2 separate regions of the Anas platyrhynchos genome follow, and region 1 is linked to region 2. A link is a contact called in public Hi-C data. All regions are on one chromosome and are shown on one strand. Each heading gives the region's core, a stretch centred on a gene start, on an enhancer-like site or on the middle of the called end of the contact. The rest is flanking DNA. Distances are from core to core; before and after follow the strand shown.

The links. A called contact is a pair of places that touch in the nucleus more often than the background predicts.
Region 1: a Hi-C map of subcutaneous adipose tissue shows a contact between it and region 2, with 2.4 times the contacts expected there. The contact joins the promoter of BCAR3 here to the promoter of FNBP1L in region 2. A contact is called at or near these places in 3 of 8 Hi-C or Micro-C datasets (liver, skeletal muscle and subcutaneous adipose tissue).

The regions. Positions count from the first base shown.
Region 1 is chr8:8,667,739-8,673,094 of IASCAAS_PekinDuck_T2T, reverse strand. It overlaps BCAR3 (BCAR3 adaptor protein, NSP family member), which reads left to right and starts at 1,622. Exons shown (of 12, transcript XM_005026553.6): 1 at 1,622-1,815. TRNAR-UCU (transfer RNA arginine (anticodon UCU)) reads right to left here and starts at 1,760; the gene lies at 1,675-1,760.
Region 2 is chr8:8,520,005-8,525,397 of IASCAAS_PekinDuck_T2T, reverse strand. FNBP1L (formin binding protein 1 like) reads right to left here and starts at 3,454. Exons shown (of 17, transcript XM_027462625.3): 1 at 3,240-3,454. The coding sequence starts at 3,263.

The sequences.
Region 1 (5,356 bases), core at 373-2,872, 150 kb before region 2:
GATGTGGTACTGGGGCAGTACCACCAGTAGTTACGGTTAATTTAGGTGCAGAAGTAAAATACTTCTCATTTTCCTTTGTTGCTCATGCTTCTTTTTCCATACCTTGGGCATTTTTAATCTCCCTGCAATCAACAGTCCCTTTAAAACTGAAGCTGCCTAATGATCTGTCCAGTTTATATTGTTTGCTACAATTCTTGATTATTTTCCTTCTGATTCTCTTAATGCATTCCAAAAGACTGCGTGTATTGTCCTTGCAACGTTTTCTTCAAGCCCTTCTTCACACGCACGTTTTGTGGAGTTGTCCCCCTGTACTTCCCCACAGGGGCTTGTGCCTGCGCACTGGGAGAGCTGTCCCTGCTGCTACTGCTTGTGTGCTTGTGCCAAGGAATTCCCCGCTTCGCCATCAGGCACGTCTCTCTCTTAATTAACTTACGCACTTCTCAAGTATGGTTGTGTAAATGTTGCTTGCAACATGTAAATGTGAAATGTGAAAGCCTTGGCCTTCTATTTCTTTCACTGGGGTCTAGGCAGATTTTGTGGCATTACCCTTAAATACAAAACTAAGGAGAGTAGTAGTTGGAAATGAATGCATTGCTGGAAGTGACGGGATGAGGAAGATTTTGTCTGTCGCTTGACTTAGTTGCTTTTATGGGATTCATGTAAGAGAAGTTAGTGTTGGCTGTTTAACCGTGAATTCAGGAACACTGGATGTTTCTGTAAAGGGTTTTACATATTTTATAGCTAGATAGCATTCCTGAATGGGCTTCTCTGCTGTCAAACAGTCATAGTTGGTGTTACTAATAGTGTGGCTCATTTTCAGTTATGGGGCTTTACCTTGTTATTAAATAAACGTTATTATGATTTGAAAGAGAGGCTGTAGTCACCTGTGCAGGATTAAAAAGCATTTTTTTAATTAAATATAATTCATGAATCGCATCATGAATTTAAGTTGTGAATAAATCATGAATTTATTTCAGACATGAATAGCATCGAGGTTTGCTTATTGCTGCTGCTTTTCTATTATTATTATTTTACCACCCAAATTTTTGTTTTGATAGGTCTAATTAAAGTGGCTCTTTGTCTTCTTTTTATTGGTATGCATAGGTTAGGAAGAAAAGATGGCATTAATTGACACATTAAATGCTTGTTTCATTTGCTGCATTTTGTGGGCGTTTTGTTGCTTGAAAATTACTTTGACTAGATCTGTGTCAGACCATCACTGAAGGAGAGAAGTAGCCTTATTTCCAGCTAAGACCGTGTTCCAGAGTTGGTTCTAGAAACCTAACAGCATGACTCAGTTGCTCAGATACAAGTGTCGAGGTCGTTGCTATTGTCAGGGTTTGCTTGGGACCTTTCTTTCCAAACATTTTTTTAAAACCACTCCTTGCATGAGGCACGGGCGGGCGGCCACAGGCGGCCGTTGGCGCCCCGCGCGCCTCAGGGCTCGGTCGCAGCCTGAGGCAGGAGGCGGGCCCGAGCGCCCCGTCGCGGGGGCGTCCGTGTTGGGTTCGGCGCTGCCGCGCAGGGACTCGCTGCCGGGAGCCGGCCGCCGGGAAGCGCCAGGCCGGTCGGCTCGGTTACCGCGGCCGTGAGGGAAGGGACGGAAGGAGGGGGCGGGGTAGGGGGAAAGGTCGCAGCCACGCGGAGAGAGGAAGGAAAATAAAAGAGCACATGCGACTCCGCCGGGACTCGAACCCGGAACCTTTGAATCCCTTCAACCCTCTAGAAGTCCAATGCGCTATCCATTGCGCCACGGAGCCACCTGTTGGAGTTTCCGCACGCCGCCCATAGAGCCTGCGCGACCCTGCTCTGACTGTAAGTGCCCTTGATGCTGGGCGCTTTCTTTTTCCACTCGTTAATGACGCGCTTTTTATCATTTCTCCGTTTTTTTTAAACTAGTATGAATAGGCTTAGCCGTATTAGCTGCTGTGTAAACAAGTCCCGAGGCAGCCTACATGCACGGCCGGGGGCAGGGAGGGGAAGGGTGACTGCAGCTTGCTGTGAGGTGCTTGGCAGGCCTGTGCCTTTACCTCTTCTGAGAGACGGATTGTTGTTTTTCCATCAGTACTGTACATAAAATATTTATTGTCATCACACTTGGGTGGTTTCAATATTAACCCTTATATTAGAGGGAACATAAGGGAATCCTGTTCCACAGTTTCCTTATGTTGTGGAACTGTTCCCCCAAGCATCCTCAAATAAAGTTATGTAAAGAAATCTTGGTAGGACTGGGTCTTGGAACACACATGAACATGAAACATTGACAAATTAGTTTAGGTCTGATTCTGCATTAATAAATACAAGCATTTCTCATATTGGGCTAAATGTGAAAATTCAATTTCAGACCCAAAAAAAACTTTTCCATATCAAGAATATGGAAGCTACACTGGGTCAGCTCCAAACCTTATATTCTTTTAAATACACTTCACACAGGAAGTTCTTTTAATATAGGTGATTTCCAACACTGGAGGTTTTTAGAAACAATCTCAACACGTTTTCTTAAAACAATAGTATTTGAATTAAAGTACTTGGGAAAAACATGGGTATGTTTACTGTGCACCCTATACACTGCAGCATTTTGTAGCTTTCCAGTGCCACATGAGAAAAAAAAAAAAAAACAAACAAACAAAAAAAAAAAAAAACTGTGGGGGAATCTGGAAGGTGATAAGTGAAAATAGTGAAAATATGTTCCTGAAGTCTCTGCTAGACACGATGTTGTGAGGTGACAGAGAAATATGGTGAGATGTGGGAAATGCCTGGAAATTGGTGACTGAGAATATTTTACTGAGAATAATTTGGAGTCTTTGAAAAACCTTCTAAATGGGAAGAACAAAAAACAAGACTCTTCCTTAAAATCTGTAGTTCTGATCAGGAACATGTCTGCTGCTGCAGGACTCAGAGCGGGGCACAGGACTCCTGGGCACCTGGGTGCCTCAGGAGAGCGAGCTGGGGCCGGAACAGGCAGAGCTGGCAGCACATCAGATCTGTAGTGCTGCTGCATGCGTTGCACAGGTTGTACAGGTTTTGTGAGAGTCTGGTATTTCATGTAATAATCGATATCAGTACCTATAGGAGTGGAGAAGAACATAAAAATAAATGCATCTAAGAATCAAAGTTCTACAAGAATCAGAGTAGATCTCACTAGATTTACGAGCTCTGGGTCTGTGTGGTCTTGCCACAACTGTGCCGTTCTGGACCAAATTCCTTTGTGCTTCTTGTAAAGAAATGTTTATTTGTGTCCTCAGACTAACAACTCAAGCTCTGTGCTTCATAAAGGAAACAGAACTTTTGTTTTTAAGAACTGAATTAGTCATCAAAATAATGAGCTTAAATTTATATTTGTTCAGCTCAATTAAATCACTTGTACGTAGTTGAAAATTGCCATGAACATCCTGTAGTACAGGAGTATCCGGGCACATTTATTTTAGGGCAACCGAGTGTCAGCACCTCACCAGTGTGATTTGATACCATGGTAGCTTTGGACAGCAGAGCACTAATAATTGCAGATAGTGAAGAGCAGGAGTTAGCTTTGAGAAAACTAGTCCTGAAGCTGTATGAACAAAGAATTCTGAGGCTTGTGTGAGTGTTACCTCCTCTTGTAATTTCAGTTTGGTTAGTTGGTTTACGCAGGCGGGTAACAGGCTGGCTGGTGTTCTTGCAGGGCTGACTGGGGATGTGTACAGAAATTGTCCAGAGATATTTAAAATTATTCAAGTCTATTTCTGTATTTTTTTCCCCTCCCCTGTGACGGTAGTCCCAATGCAAAGTCCACTTTTCGTTTTTGACAACAGATGGAGCTGCTGCATGAGAAACAGAACAGCTCACAGTTCGTGAACTGAGGAAATGTGGTATGTTAAGCAACAACAGATTAACCTTTGATAGCGTCTGGACCTGGATGTGTCCTTTGGACTAGCTTTTCTAGCACCAGCTGAAGTTCAGTTCTCTTACAAGCTGTCTTCTTAGTTCCTCTTCACATTTATGCTCTGTTTCAGGGAGCTGAAGTTCAATTGTGCTGGCACTTAGACAATTTTCACTGAACTAAGCTAGGTGCTATTCTGCTAATTTTAAATGAGGAGAAACTGAGATAGCAATACCTTGACACAAGACAGCAAGCGGATCAAAAGCAGGCCAAAAATATCACCACCCTATGGTATTTTCCCACTGATAATAAAAACCTAGAAATTAGTCATAAGATTGGAGTGGTCTTTGAGAGACTTTCTACAATTTGGGTTTCAGCATTGTTTTCCAGTGGGGGGTTGCTTTGCAGAATTATTTCATGCTTGCTTTATGGCCCTTTTCTGCTTTTATTTTTGTAGTCCTTGTTTGTGTAGCTTAACACAGTGAAAAATAGCTACGAGCATTTTTTCAGTGTCGATTTACAGTGTTGATCTACTGCATTTCACTCATCTTGTATTCCAGTGCATTTAAGGAACATAACTTTTTTGTGCTTTTCTGTTGCAAAAGGAGAACCTGTTCACTTTATTTTAAAAGTATGGATCTTTTTTGCTCTTTATTAACATCTCAGTTTTGATAATAAACTAAAGTTTGTCACTTCTCAAACTTTCTCATGTAGCTCTTTTCAGTTTCTTTTTTGTATGTTCCTCAAGTTGTGTATTGTGCAAGGTACTTACCTGTGATGCGTTTTGAATTAATGTTCTTAACTGTACCAACCACACTTGACCTTTGTCCTTTGTGCTACAGCTCTCTATTTCCGTGTGGCTTAGCTCCACATCTTGCTGTTTGTGTTTTTTGTTTTTTGTTTTTAATTGTTTGTTTTTAATAGCAAAATCCTAGATTTCAGCATATCTTTTCTGTAAGCATTTGCTCTTCAGCTTAAGTTTATTTCTCTGGTATAATGAAATTTTATCTAGTCTCTCTTTTGCTATTTGTTGTTTTCAGAGCAAACAAAGAGATGAGCAACAGCCATTTTTGCCTCAACTTGATCCTCAGATTTACCTTAAGTTGTGAAACAGTCCCAAAGACTACAAGCTAAAGTTAATAATTATAAAAACAAAGTTGAAGGTGCAAAGTTTTTGTTCTTGCCTTACGTTTTGAAAACCAGATGTAATATCTGGGCTTTTTTTTTTTATTATTATTAACATCAAGCCAACAAATATTTACACAGTTGAGTTGTTCCTTTAAAGCTTTTCACAGATGTCACTGTAAATCAGCTCCTCCTATTAAAAAACAAAACAAAACAAAAACCACCACGTATCTGCAGTCTAGTGATTTAATCTTGAACTTCTGGATTCTTGTTCCAGCCTTGCAACTACTATACAACGTTACAGTCTGCTCCATTTTCCCTTATGTAAAATATAGGTGCTAGATGTTTTCGTATTCCCGCATGTTGTTGTGC
Region 2 (5,393 bases), core at 2,205-4,704:
CATCGTTTTTCTTTCCAAATACTTCAGTTGCTAAATTACTGAACAGCCTCACAGCCTTAGTTCCGTTTATCTATTCTCACCTTGGATATTGCAATACAATTTGATAGAAGTCAGACTGGAGCATCTTACTAAGCAAGTGTGAAAGTCCACCCAGAACTTGAACTGTATGCCCTCAGAGTGCTCATGAGGAGAACAAAAACACAATACCAAAACAAAAAAACAAACCATACTGAAGTCAAAACCCTGGAAAGTGTATCAAAGCAAACAGCCACAAGCAACAATTTTTCATTACCAAGAAAACAATGATACTTTGTTATTATATACACCCTTTCATCAGGTGATTATTACTTTACAATTCCCATCTATAAGAAAAAAATAATAAATTAATAAAACAACACCCAATTATTACAGAGAATTATTACAGGAGAATTTAGAGCACAGCAGTCCAAGTCTCAAAAAATACAATTTCAACTGGATGACAGACAACTAGAACCCAGACGTCCCAGTTCCCACTACTCTCTCATAACCATGAGGAGAAGACTATCACGCAAAGCAGTTCACTGAAGTATCCTGCTTTTAATGAGCACATATCATGACGTATATGCTGCAGTCACTACAAAAACAAATGCACTGATCAGAATAAAATTATCTGTGGAACAACACTCAAAATTCATCACAAAAATTTTGTTGTGGAAAAAAAAAGGAGAACACATTTCACATAGTGTGGAAAAAAAGGTAAAACAAAAGTTCTAATGACAGAATGGCTTGAACAAATCAACGTTTATTTCACTATTATTAGTTCATATTATTTTATAGTGTTATCAGAGGAAATATATTCATTACTGAAAGCAGTCACACACCAGGGAATATGCTGTTGGACTAAAAACACGAAGCACCTCTACTTCAGCCTCCCCAAGACATATGTGCATTGGCCACTGTACACCTAATTCTGAACGGTGTACTTATAAAAATGGTTGACTGAAAGGCAAAAATGCCCAATAATCTGCAAATAGAAATAGCAGCTTAAGAATTTAAGAATTAGGAAATATTGGCCCATCAAACAAAATCTTTCCCTTTTTTCATGATATAACCACTGAAGATATTTTAAACATGAACAACACACTTTAATACCAGAAGAGCTATATTAAAAGAGCTATAAATATTGGACATGAGTTGCTTTTTCTAATCCCCTAGATTTTCTTCTGGATCCTTATTTCCCTCTAAATGTACCCATGCACACTTTTTACTTTATCAGAAGTAGCGTACAGACTCCAGGAAAATAAATAAATAAATACATCAGAACTGCAAATATACGAGGAGTGCCTACATACGTATTTGCTTACAAACACGTCGCGAACGTTTGCTCAACATTCAGAAAAACCGTCCTCCAAATGCAAGCCTTGACCATGCCAACCTGCCCTTCGGATCTCCAGGCACCAGCACTATCAAGGGCGAGGCCTCTCCCCGCTGTGTCCGCGCTGCGCCGCTGGACGCCCCGCTGCCAGTAGCGAGCCCAGCCTGGCTCTGCTGCTGAGAGGCTGCACTCAGGGTAGCAGCAGGGGAAGGCGAAGGGAAAGCCTCGGGACGAAAACACAGGTAACGCTTTAACTGCCCATTCTTCGCAGCCCTGTCTCCAAAGCTCCCAGAGCACTGCTTTTCATTGCATTCTTGGTCTAGAGAGGAGCTAATACATTTATAAACAAAATTTTACACCAGAATTGAAAGATAAATGTTTCTCTGCCCATTGCAAGATGTCAAAGCACACGTTTGATATTCTTTTCAATCGGTATGAGAGGCACTGAACTTTTTTTTTTTGCGTAACAAAATACTTGGCTTTATAGCCCTAAGATGCAATTTTTCAAAAAGCATGACATAATTCAACAAAAGCAACCCATTTAGAAGGTACATTTCAATATAAAAACTTAAATCAGAGAAGCTAGCTATATGCCTACAAACAGACCATTTTTTATATATATATATATATGAATATATATATATAAATATATATTTTTAATATATATAAATATATATAAATATATATATATATAAAATCTGTGTCCATACCTTAAGGAAATAGCTATCTCCTAATAATACGAAAAAGCATATTGAATTTTGCTGAAATAAAAGCAGTAGCATAGAACTTTTATTTTAAACATCTGGGTTTATTTCTTTAAACCAGCACAATGGAATTAGTGACTTAGGAAAAAAAATGTAGTAGGTCTAGATAAAATTCAGGCAGTTTGATGATGCCGTAAATAAATTTGCCTTTTCTTGAAATGAAGCCTGAAGTTGAAATCCATATTTTTGTATGTATTTCTGACGTGTTTCCTCACAATGCTGAGCACCAGACAGAACACAAAACCTGAGCTATCATTCACAAGCCGAACAAAGAAAACAAAATTCAGAGGCTGCCCAAAGGAACAGAGACGAGCAAACTGAAAGCCTGGTTTCTGAAGCGATAGGAATTTAAGTACACACAGACGAAAATTCAGCGTTCTCCTCCAAGGCACCCCCCGACTCTCCCCAGCGCCGCCCCAAAACCTCTCCCGGGTAGGGGCGGCCGCACCAGGCGATCACGGAGACCTCTGCCAGCCTTAACGACCCGCTTCCCCACACGACACGGGGGACGCGGGGCTGCTGCAGCCCCCCAAATCCCGACCCGCCCTAAATCCCCCCCGCCAGGCAGCGCCGCTCCCGGCGCCCAGCGCTGCCGCAGCCGTGCGGGACAAAGGGGCTGCCGGAGCCGCGAGGGGCGGCACGGCCGAGCCGCGGCCGCTGCACCCGGTTTTGGGGGAATATTTGGAGGAACATCCTGGGGAATATTTGGGGGAATATTTTCCTCAGGGCGTGTGCGCGCCTCGCGCCCCGGTCCGCAGGGGGCCCGCCGAGCCCCCTCAGCGCTCCCTGCCGCTCCCCCCGCCGGCCGCCCCCGCTCTGGAAGGTTCCCTCCGGAGAAGCCCCCCGGGGGCGGCGCCGCAGACAAAGCCGGGCCCGCCGCGACCCCGGGCCGCCACCGGGACCCCCCCGCACCCCGCCACGGCCGCCCCCCGGCCCCGCTGCCCGCCGAGCGCCCGCCCCTCAGCCCCGCCTCGGCGCCCCGCTTCCCCCTCACACCGCCCCGAGCCCCCCCGTCCCTCCGCCGGTGCCGCCGCCCTTCCCCAGCGCCGAACAAAGCGGCCGGGCGGGGGGGGGGGGAGGCGGCGGGTGCCGACACACGGAGCGGCCGGGCCGACACTCACCCACAGCTCCGTGCCCCAGCTCATGGCGGCTCCGCGGGCAGCGCCGGCTGCGGCTGAGGCGGCGGCGGGGACGGGGGGGGGCGGCCGGAGAGGGTCCCGGCGGTGCCCTCGGTCAGCGGGGAGAGGCGGCACAAGGAGCGGCGGCGCTGCGAGCTGCGGCCCCGCCCGGCTCGGGGAGGGGGAGCCGCGGAGGAGACTGGGAGAGGGGCGGGCTCGGCCGGGGCCGGGCCGGGCCGAGGCGCCGCTCCCGGGGGAGGCCCGGCGCAAAGCCTCCCTCCCGCCGCGCCTGCCGCCCCCCCCGGCCCGAGGCGCCGCCCGGTACCGGGCGCTGCTCCTGGCCGAAACCGGGGTGTGTGTGGGGGGGAGGGGAGCGGCCGCGCCCCACTCGGCTCTGAGGCGACGCCCGGGGGCAGAGCCCGCGCAGCGAGACCCCGGCCCTCGGCGCCGCGCCTCAGGGCGGCCGGGCAGGCGCTGAGTCACGGCGGGAGCGGCCCCGGGCACAGCGGCTCTCGGGCCCCGCCGGGAATTTCCTCAGCGCCTGGCGAGGAAATGGTGTTAAATCCTCGCCATTTCTCCACCAAAATGTCCGTTTCGAAAGCTGATAGAAAGCAGAGGTTTGGAGAGCCGTCAGAATTCCCCTCAGAGCATCAAGTTTTGGTTTTCCTCCCATTTTTACTCAAAAATTGCAGCAAGGACGTGGTGAAAATATTGCTGTTGTGCTCAGTCTCCATCATGAAAACAAAGTGACTTAAGCCCAATAATTCTTTTCGTTTCCAAAGTCACCTTCCAGGTACTGCTCATTCACATCATGCTTAGCTGACATTTAATCTTTTTCCTTAGGAGAGCAAAATGCAAATTCTTTTAGATATGAAACCATTACAGTAAGATAATGTGAATTATCAAAATAAGCAGATGAGATCACAGGTCAACGATGTTATTTCTGGAGTGAAGTGTTGGAGCCAGTCACGTTACACTAGAAATGCATTTGGTCTGTGGGAAACCCCAAGCTGAACAATTCTGCCACGTGTTGTGGTGGCCGACGGAGAGGATGTTTTAGCAAGCCAGTGGTCACAAAACCCCAGATTTGGGCTCAAATTCCACACTTGGGCTCACTTCAATTGAACAGATGTTAATTCAAACAGTTTGTACATTGCATGTTACTGAAAACATTCACCAGGCTGAAAACATTTTGAGGATTCTGGTAATGAAGCACTGATGAATAAGAAAAGTAATCATAATTATATATATTTATATATATATATATATACACACATATACACACACACACACAGACACACTCATTCAATTCACATGCTTTTGAGGATTAGGAAGAAAAACTTAGATCAACTCTTTGCTTAGCTACTTGTTCAATAAAGTTTGATTTTTAGTTTGCTTCTGACCCATACTTCTTCCTAAAAGAGCAATCATACGTATCTCAGGTGTGTTTACACACAGGTACATTTCACCTTTACTTCAACTAGGAGCCACCTGTTCATCCATGGTGAGAAGATCATAGCTCATTTCAACAATAAACTACAAACGTAACTGCAAATTAGTTAAAAGACAAAAGAACAGTCATCTAAGTTCCCAACAAACCTGGAATTCCTATGCAATATATAAAGACCTTAAGATCAAACCTAATTTTAGCTCATTAAAGATAAAATAGAAGTCCTAGCAGTGTAACACTCAGTATCTCAGCTTAGAGAGGTCTGACATCAGCCACCATCAGGCCCTTTCCTGTTCAAGTACAGTCTGGCTTTAGGAGATTCCCATCCACACAGTGAGCTATGCTCTTCTCCAGTTTAGCAGTTCAGGATGTGAAGTGATGTAGCTGTAAGATGAGGGGAAAAAGCCTACTGCGTCTCTGTGGGATATTGACGGAAGCATTATAATTAATCATTTAGAATTTTGACATTGTTTCCTTATCAGGAACTGCAGTTGGCCCTACTCCTAGATATAATTAAACAAATATTATCCCACAGATTTTTATTCTCTTAGTCACACCTCTGAAAACATTTATCGTCAGAAAAAGTGCAGATGATTAAAGAAGTCTCACCCAAGGGACTCAAGAAGAGAAATACACTGAAGACATATTCAAGTAATTTTTACACACAAAAGCTCTGTGATAAATTGCATTGTCCTAGTATCCTTCTA